2 separate regions of the Mus musculus genome follow, and region 2 is linked to region 1. Evidence: chromatin contacts called from public promoter capture Hi-C data. All regions are on one chromosome and are shown on one strand. Each heading gives the region's core, a stretch centred on a gene start, on an enhancer-like site or on the middle of the called end of the contact. The rest is flanking DNA. Distances are from core to core; before and after follow the strand shown.

Region 1 (6,772 bases), core at 2,863-5,362:
ATTCATGCTGTTGCAAATCTAGGGGGGGGAAAACAGATTTGTTAAATTCACTGCTTTACCAAGTTAAAAAATCATTTATACAAACAATAGCTTTGCTTCACTGAGTTAATATAATATCCACTAACATCAAGGTCATATCAATACCGTCTCTATTCTTAAATAGTGGTAACTTGTTCTAGCTTCACAAACCAATTTTTTTAAAAAAATTAAATACCACATGGGAGTCAAATATACAAATAGCAAATGAATGGGATTCAAAGTTGCCTATTTAAAGATTCATTCCTAACACATGACTCAGTTCTCTGGCATTCAGAAAAACCTAACCAATTATGAAATCTCTTCAGGCAAGCAGGCTTTTTCTTGCAGAGACTTTCACAGCAGAGAACAGTTACCAAATGTTATTAGCAAAACCTTCAAGTAGATCATTTTCTCTGGAATCACATTCTGTATTTCTTTTAAAGAATAAATATGGCACATACAAAAAAAGGCTAGGCAAAGAAGAAACTGAATAATGGAGTTGTCAGGCTGTCAGCAAACAAGTCACGTCCTCTATTCAAGGTCAGATGTGTTAATAGTGGGAAGCTACCAGATTCCCAAATAATACTCACTGATTCTGCAGCACCCCAGTTTATTCTAGACCTTGCACTGATAATGTCACACTCAACAAGATATTATTGCATCAGCGGCAAAATGTCTCACTGTACTATTTGACAAAGATCAAATAGTATCTTGTTACATTTGTATCATGGTTACATTAAGTTACTGGGCAAGACAAAAAAATAAGCTATGCAAATTTTGACCTTTGAAGATTCTAAGGACATTCTAAAATCATGAATTCTAGTCTTGACAGTGACACTCCTGCTTTGGAAAACAACATACCATGCGCTAAAAAAAAAAAGCTAATTTAACAGTCTTGTTTGACTTGTTCTGTGGCTTAACAGATCATTACTGAGATGTGAAGGAGGGAATAAGGGAATAGGCTATTATTAAACTTTTTTTTTCCTAATTCTAACTTTGTAATTGCATCATTCAGATGATAAGGATCCTGTTCTTTACATTTGAAAGAAGAAAAAAAGAAGACTCAAAAGATCGTGTAAATTACTAACCATTCTGTACTGAAGCTGAACTTAAAGAACTGACCTGTATATATCGCAGCTGTAAGGCTGAATCCATTTCACAAATAAAAATTAGAACCTATGGCTTCTCACTTTGTTCAACATTGTATCACAATGGTCAAGCAGGTAAAAGCTTTTGCATGGGAGTTGTGTGTAGAATCCAAACAGTCTTTTAGGTGTGTGCCAATCTTAGCTGTGCAGCAGACTGAAATGTGCTGATAGAAACCTCAACCTTGCATTCAAACATCCACAAAAGAGCTACAGCCATGAACTTATAGTGAAATAACACAGCACTTAAGGAATTTCTTGCAAAAAGGAGGTCAGGAGAGAATATTAAAACTAAGCACAGGACTAGCCCTTTGTGACTATTTGCATTTTAGGTAACATTCCTAAAGAAAAGAGTTGGCAGTTGGAAAGATAAGACAAAAAGTCCAGACTTATTTGAAGCAAAAGCAAAGCCCAAATTAACTCTTTCTTATGGTGTAAATGAAAGAATAATTCCATTTCAGGTGGTCAGTATAATTAAGAAATCTTATTCCTAAGGAGTATTTTATGGAAAAGACATAATTTTAGGGCATCTAGAAGCTTAAAGCAGCAGGGGAAGGAGAAATATGGCCTTTTGTCCAACAGCAAGTTGGGCTGTGTAGGATTCTAATAGAAAAAGACATTTAGACTCAGCCTGAGACCTAAAAGGTCACCTGGTTTAATCCCTACTTAATATCTTTAATGTACCTGTCATTCTTGTTTCAAGTGTGAGGTCATCTCAGATACCTGTTAGTGCAGCAGGGCATAAATTATAAACAAAATTGTTAGCTGCCTGGAAGGCCTGGAAAGTTCCTCTCTGTGTCCCAAAGGGAGAAATGACTTTCAAGGGCCACATGATCACTGAGTGAATATCCACGAATCCTTTCTGCACTTTTCTCAAGGACTTCCAAAAAGAGTATACAGAGATGAATCAATATTTATTGGATGCCCAAATTATAAGCATCCAAGTACTTTAATCATGTTTACAAAGATAAAAATAATTTGAATTTTCAGCCCTGACTTTTTATGTGAGGTTTTACCACTTAGGGCTTTGGAAAGGTATTTAGGTTCTTTGTACTTGTGTTTGTTTCTCCCGCATTAAAAAAAGTATACCATCGCATACTTTACTGAGTTGAAGGCTAAAGCATAGATTATCAAGTTCAGGTAAGACACTCAGTAGTTGGTAACTATTGTTACCATTCTTCCAGAGGGCCACTAATTAGGTATAATGAAAGAACGTGGGAACGGAAGTTGAAACCGCCATTCACCAGCTGTGTAACACTGTGCCTGGCGATCAATCATCAGGCAGTGTGAAGAGGTTATAAGGATAGGTAACTGTCTCAAAATTAAGAGAGACTTGTAAACAAGCACTTCTATTACAAAGTGAAGAGCGCTGCAACCTAGTTCGGCCCCAAGAGCTTGGTGGCCGGGTGCTAACCTCAGTTTGGGAGGAGCAAAAGAGATGACAACAGATCTGCTGCTCAAAGCGTCTGACACTGTTGTTGTGAATAATGAGTGATGGACGAGGAGGGTTCTACCCTCCTGGGTCTGGACCTGAGCGGCCAGAGCCCGGGCCCGGCTCCTCCACAGCGGGCGGTGGTGCTGGGGACCTTCCCTCAGGTGCCGACCCCCAGCTGCGCCGCCCGTAACCGACAGGCCCGGCCGGCCGCCTCCGCCCCCACTCGCCGCGCCACGGCGGAAGTGGCAGCCGGAGCGGACGGCGGGTGTCGAGAGGGGAGGGCGGGGGGAGACCGTGCGCAGCGGCCGGAGGCCGTGGGGTGGCGGGCCCGCCGGGGGTCTCACCTGCAGCGGGGAGGGTCCTCCAACACCAGCACGCGGCAAGAGCAAGATGGCTGCCTCAGCTGAGACAGAGAAAGACCGCGGCGGCAGCGGCGGCGGCGGCGGGAGAGGCCCACGTGACGCACGGCCCCGCCTCGACCGCGGGAGGGAGGCGGGGTGGGGGTGGGTACGGCAACTGCGCGCCTGCCTCCCGACTACAAAGCCCAGCATGCCTCGCGCACCTCACTATTCTGATTGGCGGCCGGGCTGCTTCCTGGAGGAGGCGGCGGTCCCCTTGGCGTCCCATTGTGTCTGCGCTTACCTTTTGTCTTGGATTTAACAGAAGGGTGGTGTGGGGTCTAGTTCGGGTTGTACACCTTGGATGTCCTTCACTAAGCATTGAGCTCTAATGGACTCTCATCAGGAGGGAAAGTCGGCAGTTGACTTGTTAGGTAGTAACTCGACCCAATACAAAAAGCAACAGACTTAACGGAAAGAAGCTTTACACTTTACGTGCTTGAGATGACTTATGTCCCAGTTCCCTCGGACTACCTCTTCAGTTGTGCAATAAAAGGCCCCAAGCATGGTTTTCTTGGACCTTATGTCAGTTGGTTGCATCATGCCTGAGTGGAAGTCCTGCGAATGCGAGTGGGGGTGGGGGGAAGGGTCCAGCGCTTCTCCAAAGTGCTTGCCTGCAAGACACAGACGCGTGCACAGCGAAACGGGCTTACCGAGTCTCTTTGGAATCCCAAACAGAAATCTAACAATGAAATGCTGTTGTCCAGTATTTTTAACTTGTGCGAGGGGGCGGGAAATTCCAAGCCCTCTGTTGTGATAGGCTGATCTCAAAGATAATAATTTGCATTTTGAATATTTAGTGTAGTGGTCCATTGGAGGGAGGGGCTAGGCTAGAGGTCAGACGTAATTAACAACGGTTTTCCTGAACCTTTCCCCAGCCCTCACCAATTCGGGCCACCTCATCCGGCTGTTTCTTTAAGCCTGGATATCAAGGACTTAGGGAAAGCAAACTCGAGATGTACTCCCACATCCTTCTACGTGATCTGCACCTTTAAACTTACTCCATTCCAAAGCGGACCCTCGAGGCACCGCCCACATCCGTCTAACATCACTTCCTTCAGTGTTTGGCTAGGAAAAAAAAAAAAAAAAAAAAATCTGGGAATCCGAGGGGTTGGGCTGAACGGCGATAAGGGGGCAGAGCGGAGCTTCTGCTGGAAATCCTGTTCCCTCAATCCGGTGGCTCTGTGCAACTACCACCGTGGAGATGTCGCTTCGTTTCGGGGCCACCTGTTTGCTGAGCTTCAGTTTCCTGCTCCTCATCACTTCTTCAGACGGACGCACTGGGCTTGGAAAGGGTCAGACCTCATTCTTACCGTAATCTTTACGGACCCCGGGCCTTCTTAACACTTTATTTTCTCACTGTATCTTAGGCCACTTTAGATTCCTTTTTATCTTCCCCAACTGCTTTTGTGGATTTCTCGGGGTCAGGAGTACCAGGTCCGGGAGAGGGTTTAAGAGAAGGAAGTTGTACTTGAGGGCGCTCTTAATTCTTGGGATTGAGAAGATATGGCCCTTAAATTAGGACTAGGTTGTTTAAGAGTCCATTCATGTGTCATGTTAGGCGCTTGGGACGCCTCCAGGAACCGTCACCTTCCCGCCAGAAGAAATAGGTCGCTTGGGAAGCCCTCAGGAACCGTCACCTTTCCGCCAGAAGAAAAAGGGTCGCTGGTGACCTGTAGTGGTCGCTTGAGTCTGAAGATTCCTCACCACGTTCCCCCGTACCCCCAAGACCCGGTTCCCTATTCCCCCAAGAGATGCAGAAAAAAGAGCAAATGAAAGGTAGACCTTTTGCTAGGTCACCAACAGTTGGTTTTGGTGTGGCTCAGCTAGTGTGTTGGAAGAAACTGATTTCTTTAGAGCGATGGATCAGTGGTTATCAATGAAGGTTAGGAAGTAAGGACCCCCAACTCCGTGTATTACCAGCCCTATTTCTAAACTTGAACACCTTCTCATCAGTTGGGTTTTTTGTTTGTTTGTTTTGGCAGCTGAATTGACTAACTGGTTGAGTTATAAATGGATTCCAGCCCTGCTTTGGATGGTTTGTGTTATGACCTTTACTGTATGGGATTTTTCTGATGCTGGTGGTGTGTGTGTGCTTCAGTGTGGTGTCTGCCCGCCTGTTTTCTGGTACACATGACTAGGCCATAAGAGGATATTGGGTGTTTTCCTCTTCTGCTTGTTCTCCACCTTATGAAACAGCCTCATTGAATTTGAGTTCACCATTTAGGCTAGAGGAGCCCTGTGTGTGTGCGCGTGTGTGTGTTTAGGTAAATGTGTGGCCCAAGGAGGCCAGAAAAGGGTGTCAGTCCCCCTGGAGGTGGAGGTGCAGGCAGTTGTGATCTGCCTCTAACATGGGAACTGAACTTGAGTCCACTGAAGAGCAGCAGGTTCTTTTCTGGTCCCAGCCCCTATTTGTTTGTTTGTTTGGTTGGTTTTTTGAGACAGGGTTTCTCTATAGCCCTGGCTGTCCTGGAACTCACTCTGTAGACCAGGCTGGCCTGGAACTCAGAAATCCTCCTGCCTCTGCCTCCCGAGTGCTGGGATTAAAGGCGTGCGCCATCACTGCCCAGCTGTTTGTTTTTAGAGCTCTTTATCTTTACATTCATTGGTGGGCATTGAGACTGAGTGGAAATTCAATGAGTCACCTCAGTTCAGTATTGATTTTCGATCATCAGCCATGTTTTGATCATTGACTCGGGTACTAGAGACATGACAATGAAGAGAACAAACAAGGTTCTTGCTTTCACTGGGTGTATATTTAAGTCAGAGAGTGCAATAGGATAGATCTACGACAGATTAATAAAAGAATTTCAGCTTATATAATACTGTGGTAGATTGGGAAGTACAGACTGAGGAGGGTAAGGGCGCTGGCATCTACCTGAATTAGGAGGGTGAGAAAAAGCTTTTCTTTTCTTTCTTTCTTACTTTTTTTTTGGGGGGGGGGTGAGAGACAGGGTTTCTCTGCAGCCCAGGTTGTCCTGGAACTCACTCTGTAGACCAGGCTGGCTTCGAACTCAGAAATCCGTCTGCCTCTGCCTCCTGAGTGCTAGGATTAAAGGTGTGTGCCACCATGCCTGGCAAAGCTTTTTCTTTCTTTTCTTTTTTCTTTTGAGAAAGAAGTTTTTCTAAGGTGATATGTGGGTTTCTGCCTATGAAGGAAGTGCTGAAAACTGCACAATGGGTCCTATTAAGTCAAAATGTTCCAAATACTGATGATCCTATTGTAAAACAGGCCGCTGTGTATTTAGAATAGAACTGTATATACAGAGGGAGACTGGAGTGCTAGGGTGTATGCAGAGCTGAGTTTCAATGTGTTCTGCCAGTGACCAGACGAGATGCCTGTGACAAGTAGCTTAATCTCTCTCATGCCTCTGTTCCTCAGCTGCAAAATGGGTGTGATTGTTACCCCAGACACTCAACACATAACAAACCCTGCTCAATCGACTGTTGAATGCATATAACATTATGAAGTGTTGTGTGAGTCTCATTTCTTTGTCAGGCAGTAAATACTGTGTTATTCAATTAGCATCATTGCCTAATAAACAACTCCAAAATATATTGAAGCCTTGAATCCCGGGACTGGAGGTAGAAGCAGGCGATCGGATCTCTGTGAGTTCCAGGGAACCCAAGTGGAAGAGCTAGTTTGTGATAATTGAATGAAAAAGCAAAAGACGCGTGAAGTGTCACACACTTGAAAAAGATCGAGTAAGTGAAATATTGTTATTATTTCCACCATTGAGGAATACTTGCTTGTTTCTAAAAGGAATTAATATTAT
Region 2 (6,772 bases), core at 1,729-4,228, about 12 Mb after region 1:
TAAAGAAAAGTCAACACATACCCTGTAGACTCAATATTCAGGAGCCTGGGGCAAGAGAATCCCAAGTTAGATGCTAGCTTTAGCTACACAGGAAGACTCTGCCTTTGTTTTTATTTCATTTTAATTAACTTAGAGACAGAGTCTCATATATTCCAGGCTATCATCAATCTCCTGAACCTTCTTTCTATGTCCTAGATGCTGGCATTACAAGTATTCATCACTGGGTTCAGCTTATTAGATGCTAGTGATCAAACCCAGGCCTTAGTACATGCTAGGTTCATACTCTACCAACAAAGCTACATCCCCAGCCCAAGAGCCTGCCTTTAAAGGGTCATCTCTACCACTAAGTCAATGCTTCCATAGGTGAGGCAATGCTGTCCAGTAGAATGAGGTTCTATCAAGTGACCGAAGATAGACATGGCTTGGCTTTGCAAAGCTAAGTGACTTCAACAAGGTTCTCTCTTTAGAACCTTAGCATAAAAAACATGCCTAAAAGCAGCTGAAGATGCAAGGGTTTTCCTTTTCCCACAACAGTCTGTGGCATCAAGGTAATACAGAGTTTAAATACAGGGGTTCCAGCAGGGCAGTGATGGCACAGGTCTTTAATCCCAGCACTCAGGAGGCAGAGGCAGGTCGATCTCTGAGTTTGAGGCAAGTCTGGTTTACAAGAGGGAGTTCCAGGACAGCCAGAGCTGCACAGAGAAACCTTCTCTACCGCCCTCCCCTGCCCGCACCTCTCTCTCGCACACACACAAAACCTAAATAAATAATAAATAAGGGCTCCAGCTGGTCTTGGTAACACCTTTAATCTCACCATTCCTGAGGAAGGAGGTGGATCTCTATGAATTCCAGACCAGCCTGGCCTTATATAGTGAGACCACCATCTCAAAAAGGAAAATAAAATAAGCTCCAGGTTGGCATGGTAGCTCACCTGGTAAGAGCTCTTGCCACAAAGCCTGAGGACTGGAATTCCTCCCATGGATTTCACATGATGGAAGGAGGGAATGAACATACCTACAAGCTGTCCTCTGACCTCCAGAATACTATGGCTCACACACTCACATGTACATAATAAATTAAAATGTAATAAAAATTTCAAAATAAAAAAGAATTAAGAGCTCCAAGATCCCAGAGTGGTGGGACTCTCTGGGAAATCTCATCAGTTAGGATGTGGATCTAGAAGAATCTGGAGTGAAAGGTCATTACCAGCTACATACAGAGCAAGCAAGAGTAGCCTGGACTACAGGAGAACTTGCCTCAAAAGAAAAAAGGTAAAGAAAGAGTAAAGAGGGAAGAGGAAGACAGAGAAGAGGAGGAGAAGGAAGGATATGAAGTGGGAACTCTAAAAGCAGTGTAAGGATGGAGAATCCCATCTGTGTCTGGATCTGGGCTGTCACTTACTAGCTGTGAACTTAACCAAATTCCTCGTGGTTTTGTCTTCCTTTTAGAGTCTCACATCTTACAGGCTGACCTCAAATTCCTGGGCTCAAGCAACCCTCTCACCCTAATCTGCACGGCTGCTCCCACAACAAGGACAGTACACCTGACTCCAGCAACTTACAAACTCTTGCTTGTTCCCTCACAGAATGAGGATGGCACTGCCAATATCTGTGTGACTGTAAAATATACTCATACACCCAGGTAAGCACGCGAAACAAGGTCTATTACTCCTGAGTTTGTCTCACCTGCCCTCTGAACTGAAAGTTAAGAGAGATCAATTTTAAGGGGGAAGTGGGGTAACTCAGTTGGTAGAATGTTTGTCTAGCAAGCACAAAGCTCTGATCCTATATTCTTCTTAGACCAGTGAAAATTTCATATATAACATCTCAAAACTAGCATGATCCCAAATCCTGTAACCCCCAACTTCCCAATTATGCAAATACATTCTACAGCTGACTTTCTGATTCTACTTAATGTAATGTTAAAATGGCATTCAGCCTCTAAAAGTTGATACACCTGTCCAGTGGGATCCGGCTGTTTACCTGTTTCCCACTCTCCATTTCAGAACCCAGAATGGAGTCTGGAGTTCTACACTAATCCTCCGGGTTTCAAAACCCAAATTCTTACAGCAGGCTCCCTAATCCGATTCTGTCCTTCTGGTCCTCACTCCCACTACTTCCATACCATGCACTCAGACTTCTACTCAGGGTCATTCCCAAGCTGGATCAATTTCCAAGTCTAGCACCCCTAGGTCTCGAAGACACTTCTGTTCCGTGTTTACAAAGCAGGGGCTTGCACACCCCATCTTGTAGTTGACCGTGCCTCTGGTATTAGTAGTGACCCCTCCCCGTTGCAGGCCACACGCCAGGCTACCACTCTCTTTCTCCTCTGGGCCTCCGGCTCCGTCCCGGAGACTCCCCGCCACGCTGGCATTAGAGGGACCGTCGCCCTGCCGCCAGAGCCTGAGCAGCTAGCATCCCGACAGCCGCCAATTCCTTCATCACCCCCCAGGCCGGAGCCGGCGTGACCAATAAGGTGCCAGGTCCGCGGCCTCCCCGCCGCCGACCAATCACGAGCGAGCCCCCCCGCCGTCGCCTTCCGCCAATGGGAGAAAGCCCGCGGGCCCAGGCGCACGGACCCCGCGAGCGCAGCCGCGACGACAGCGGCGGGCCCGGCGAACACATAACATGGCGGCGGCAGAGCCGACCGAAGTGCAGCGGCGGCCGCAGAGGGAAGGGAGCTCTCCGCCATTGGCGGGAAGCACCGCCCTCACTGCCGGCCGCCCCCTCTCTCTCTCCCCTCCTCACCCAAGCTTTCATACACTCACAGGCCTCTACTCCGGCGTCCAGCGAAGAAAGCAGCCGCCCCCGCGCTGCTGCGCCGTCGGGCAATGCAGAGGCCCGGGCGCGGCGGAGGGGAGGGGGAAGCGTGCGTCACGAAAAACCGGAGCGCGTGCGGAGCGGGGGCGCAAACAAGATGGCGGCCGCGCCGTTTGTACCGTCTCCCCTGCCCCTCCCCCCACTCCGCGCCTCGACTCCCAGCAACGCGTAGTGCGCAGCGGCTGAGGTGCCTGAAGTCTCGCGAGAATTGTCTTGCCTGGCCAAGCGGGATAGTGAGAGCGGAGACTTTTGGGGCCCCGCCCCTTCCCAGGGGCGCGGGAGGCGTTTCTCGGTGACCTCCGAGGACGTTCTATATCCTTGAAGCTCTCAGCTAGGATGCGCTCGCTTCTGGGTTTTAGGAAATAGTTTTCCGTGTTTTGTTCTTCAAGGAAATGAATGGTAGGGAGAGAAGAACTTCGCGGGCATGGAAAATTTAAAAAGCCGCCTGGGGCTCAGCAAACCGGACGACCTGAATTCGATTCTTGGAACCCAGGATGGACCAGAAGAACAGAGTCCTGAAAGCTGAACTCTGATCATTAATGTGCGACGCGCGCGCGCACACACACACACACACACACACACACACACACACACACACACACACCAGTAAGTGAAGAAATAAAATTTCCAAACAACCAAAAAGGTGACATTTTAAAACGTTAAAATTGGCATAAAAAGGGCTGGAGAGATGGCTCAGTGGTTAAGAGCACTGACTGCTCTTCTGAAGGTCCTGAGTTCAAATCCCAGCAACCACATGGTGGCTTACAACCATCCGTAATGACATCTGATGCCCTCTGGTGTGTCAGAAGACAGCTACAGTGTACTTACATAAAATAATAAATATTTTTTTTAAAAATTGGCATAAAAAATTAAAGAGTTGGGAGGTGGCTCAGTAAAGTGCTTCCTACAAGCATTAAGACCTGCATTAGCCCCCCCAACACTCCATAAGCCACTAGCACAGTAGTCTCCCATACCTGAAAGGCTTGAAAAGAAACCTGCCAGCCTAGCTAAATAAGCAAGCTCCTGGTTCAGTGGGAGGCCCAGTCTATACAAATAGGTTGGGGCCAGCGCGGTAGAACTGAAATTCCAGCACCTGGGAAGACGGAAGCAAGAGGGTCTGTGAGTTCAACGCCAGCCTTGTCGAGTTCCAGGACTTCCAGAATTACGCAGGGAAATCCTGTGTCAAAAAATAGGGTGAAGTTTCCACTGAAGACATCTAGATGTTGCCTTCTATGGGCGAATGCATTCCATGCAAATACATTAACACAATATGTATGGCTTGGTGTGGTAATACATGCCTCTAATCTTGGCACTTTAGGCTGAATATGGAAGCCAACCATTTTGGGGAGGTGGGGGTGGGGATGGGGAAGTGTAGTATTTCACAAGGCCTGTCTATAACTGGTTGTCCGGTGCTCATTATGTAGTCCACACTGACCTTAAACTCAGCTAAATCTTCCTTACTTAGCCTCGGGGTCCTGGGATTACAGACATAAACTACCATGCCCAGCACACACACACACACACACACACACACACACACACACACACGAAAAGAAAAGAAAAAAGAAAAGAAAAGAAAAGAAAAGAAAAGAAAAGAAAAGAAAAGAGAAAAGACAGGAGGCAGAGGCAAGCGGATTTCTGAGTTCGAGGCCAGCCTGGTCTACAAAGTGATTTCCAGGACAGCCAGGGCTACACAGAGAAACCGAAACTCTGTCTCGAAAAGCCCAAAAAAAAAAAAAAAAAAAAAAAGAATTTTGTTTTTACTGGATACCCCAAATAAGAAATTGTATTTTGACTGAGATGTGGGTGTAGATGAGGGTGAAGTGAATAATTAAAATGCCTATGGCCCTGGGAAAGACCTCCTGCTCCAGAAAGAAAGAGAGGCAGGCCTGAGGATGCAGTTCAGTTGGTAGTGAGTTTGCCTGGTATGGAAGCCCTGGTTCAGTCTCCACCATGGCATAAAACCTGGTGTGGTGGAACATGCAGTTAATCCCAAGACTCAGGAGATGACTAGAAAGATTAGAAATTCAAAATAGCTGGGTGGCAGTGGTGGTACGTCTTTATTCCCAGCACTCAGTGACAGAGGCAGGTAGATTTCTGAGTTCAAGGCCAGCCTGGTCTACAGAGTGAGTTCCAGAAGAGTCGGAATCTCTGCATAGTGAATTTCAGGACAGGGCAGAGAGAAACTCTTGTCTCAGGGTGAGGAAAAGTTCAAAAGCAAATTAACTAAATGGTTTAGCCAGTAAAGACACTTGCCTCCAAACCAGATAACTTGAAATCAGTGACTGAGACTCAAGGGGTATCAAGATAATCCTCTGCTAACTAACAGTTAAGGGGCGGGAAGGAAACTTAGGTAAACAAAGAAAAACTTGAGAAGTCTACAAATATTTGTTTGAAAATTATGTTTTTTGAAAAATGAAAAATTGGGGACTTGGAGAGATGGCTCAGTGGTTAAGAGCACTGACTGCTCTTCTAGAGGACCTGAGTTCAATTCCCAGCAACCACATGGTGGCTCACAACCATCTGTAATGAGATCTAATGCCCTCTTCTGGTGTGTCTGAAGACAGCAACAGTGTACTAATATACATAAATAAATAATTTTTTTTTTTTTTTGGTTTTTCAAGACAGGGTTTCTCTGTGTAGCCCTGGCTGTCCTGGAACTCACTCTGTAGACCAGGCTGGCCTCGAACTCAGAAATCCGCCTGCCTCTGCCTCCCAAGTGCTGGGACTAAAGGCGTGCGCCACCACGCCTGGCTAAATCTTTTTTTTTTTTTTTTAAATCTGTGTTCTGCTACACAGAAACTTAAAAAAATGTAAAAATTGCATAGAAACAGCCCAAATTACTAGAGATTATACTGTAATTAAGTATGGACAGTTTACAGGGGCTGTACCCTGCTTCCCTTCAGAGCCTAGAAATTAGGTTGCTCTTAGAATTGAAGTAAATGCAAGTCTACATAGTAGAGAAAATATCTACTTAAGAACTACCTACTTAAGAAATAATGTGCCGGGTGTGGTGGCGCACACCTTTAATCCCAGCACTCAGGAGGCAGAGGCAGGCAGATTTCTGAGTTCGAGGCTAGCCTGGTCTACAGAGTGAGTTCCAGGACAGCCAGGGCTATACAGAGAAACCCTGTCTCGAAAAACCAAAAAAAAAAAAAAAAAAAAAAAAAAAAAAAGGGACTGATCACGTAGTTCTACAACAGAACATGTATTCACTGTGCACAGCACCCTGGGGTCAATCTCCAGACCAGAAACAGTAGGAGGGACAAAAAAAGAGTCCATTTAGGATCCTAAAAGTAGCCTGTACTACTTCTTAACCCTTTGCTTGCTGATTTCTGACTACTATCTCCCAGGGGATGAGAGGGCAGTGAGCAAAAGGACAGAGACAGTAGCTATTTGTCAGTACTATTCTGATGTTTTAATGGTCAGTATTATCACTGATAACAATACAGTAAGCACAATAGATGAACAGGAGTCCTTGCTTGCTGTGAGGTGTCTATGGTCTTTGTGCCTCTGTCTCTAAAGCCTTTCCTGTGTGAATCCCTAAGGAATTGAACTTCCAACCCTAATCTCAGTATGAGTGGCCTTGTTTTGAAGTTTGGTTTATCAGTTGGTTGTATACATATATATATATATATATATATATATATATATATATATATATATATATAATTTTTTTTTAATTTAAAGATCAGCATGCAACAATGTGACCAGCCAGCTTCTTTCTTCTGGCCCCTGGCCTCCCTGTCCTGCTGCCATGTCTTTCCTCCACATAATGAATTGAAAACAGAAACAAAACCGGAGAAAGAGTCATATGGAACAAAGTGGTTCGGGGAGACAGATGACTAGGCTGTCCTCCAGTCCCCACCATCAGGCTCTATGTACCTACCTCTAAACTTTCTAACTACACAAGCCACAGACATTTCTCTTTGTGCTTATTACCATGTTAACTC

Evidence for each region. Promoter capture Hi-C pulls out the DNA fragments that hold promoters and counts their contacts.
Region 2: a contact with region 1 is called in a promoter capture Hi-C map of maxillary cranial neural crest. The contact joins the promoter of Nfyc here to the promoter of Txndc12 in region 1. A contact is called at or near these places in 4 of 39 promoter capture datasets (cranial neural crest, liver, maxillary cranial neural crest and 1 more).

The regions. Positions count from the first base shown.
Region 1 is chr4:108,830,566-108,837,337 of GRCm38.p6, forward strand. Txndc12 (thioredoxin domain containing 12 (endoplasmic reticulum)) reads left to right here and starts at 4,113. Exons shown (of 7, transcript NM_025334.3): 1 at 4,113-4,291. The coding sequence starts at 4,201. Btf3l4 (basic transcription factor 3-like 4) reads right to left here and starts at 3,075. Exons shown (of 6, transcript NM_027453.3): 1 at 2,943-3,075; 2 at 1-18. The coding sequence starts at 6.
Region 2 is chr4:120,822,763-120,829,534 of GRCm38.p6, forward strand. It overlaps Nfyc (nuclear transcription factor-Y gamma), which reads right to left and starts at 2,979. Exons shown (of 10, transcript NM_008692.4): 1 at 2,768-2,979.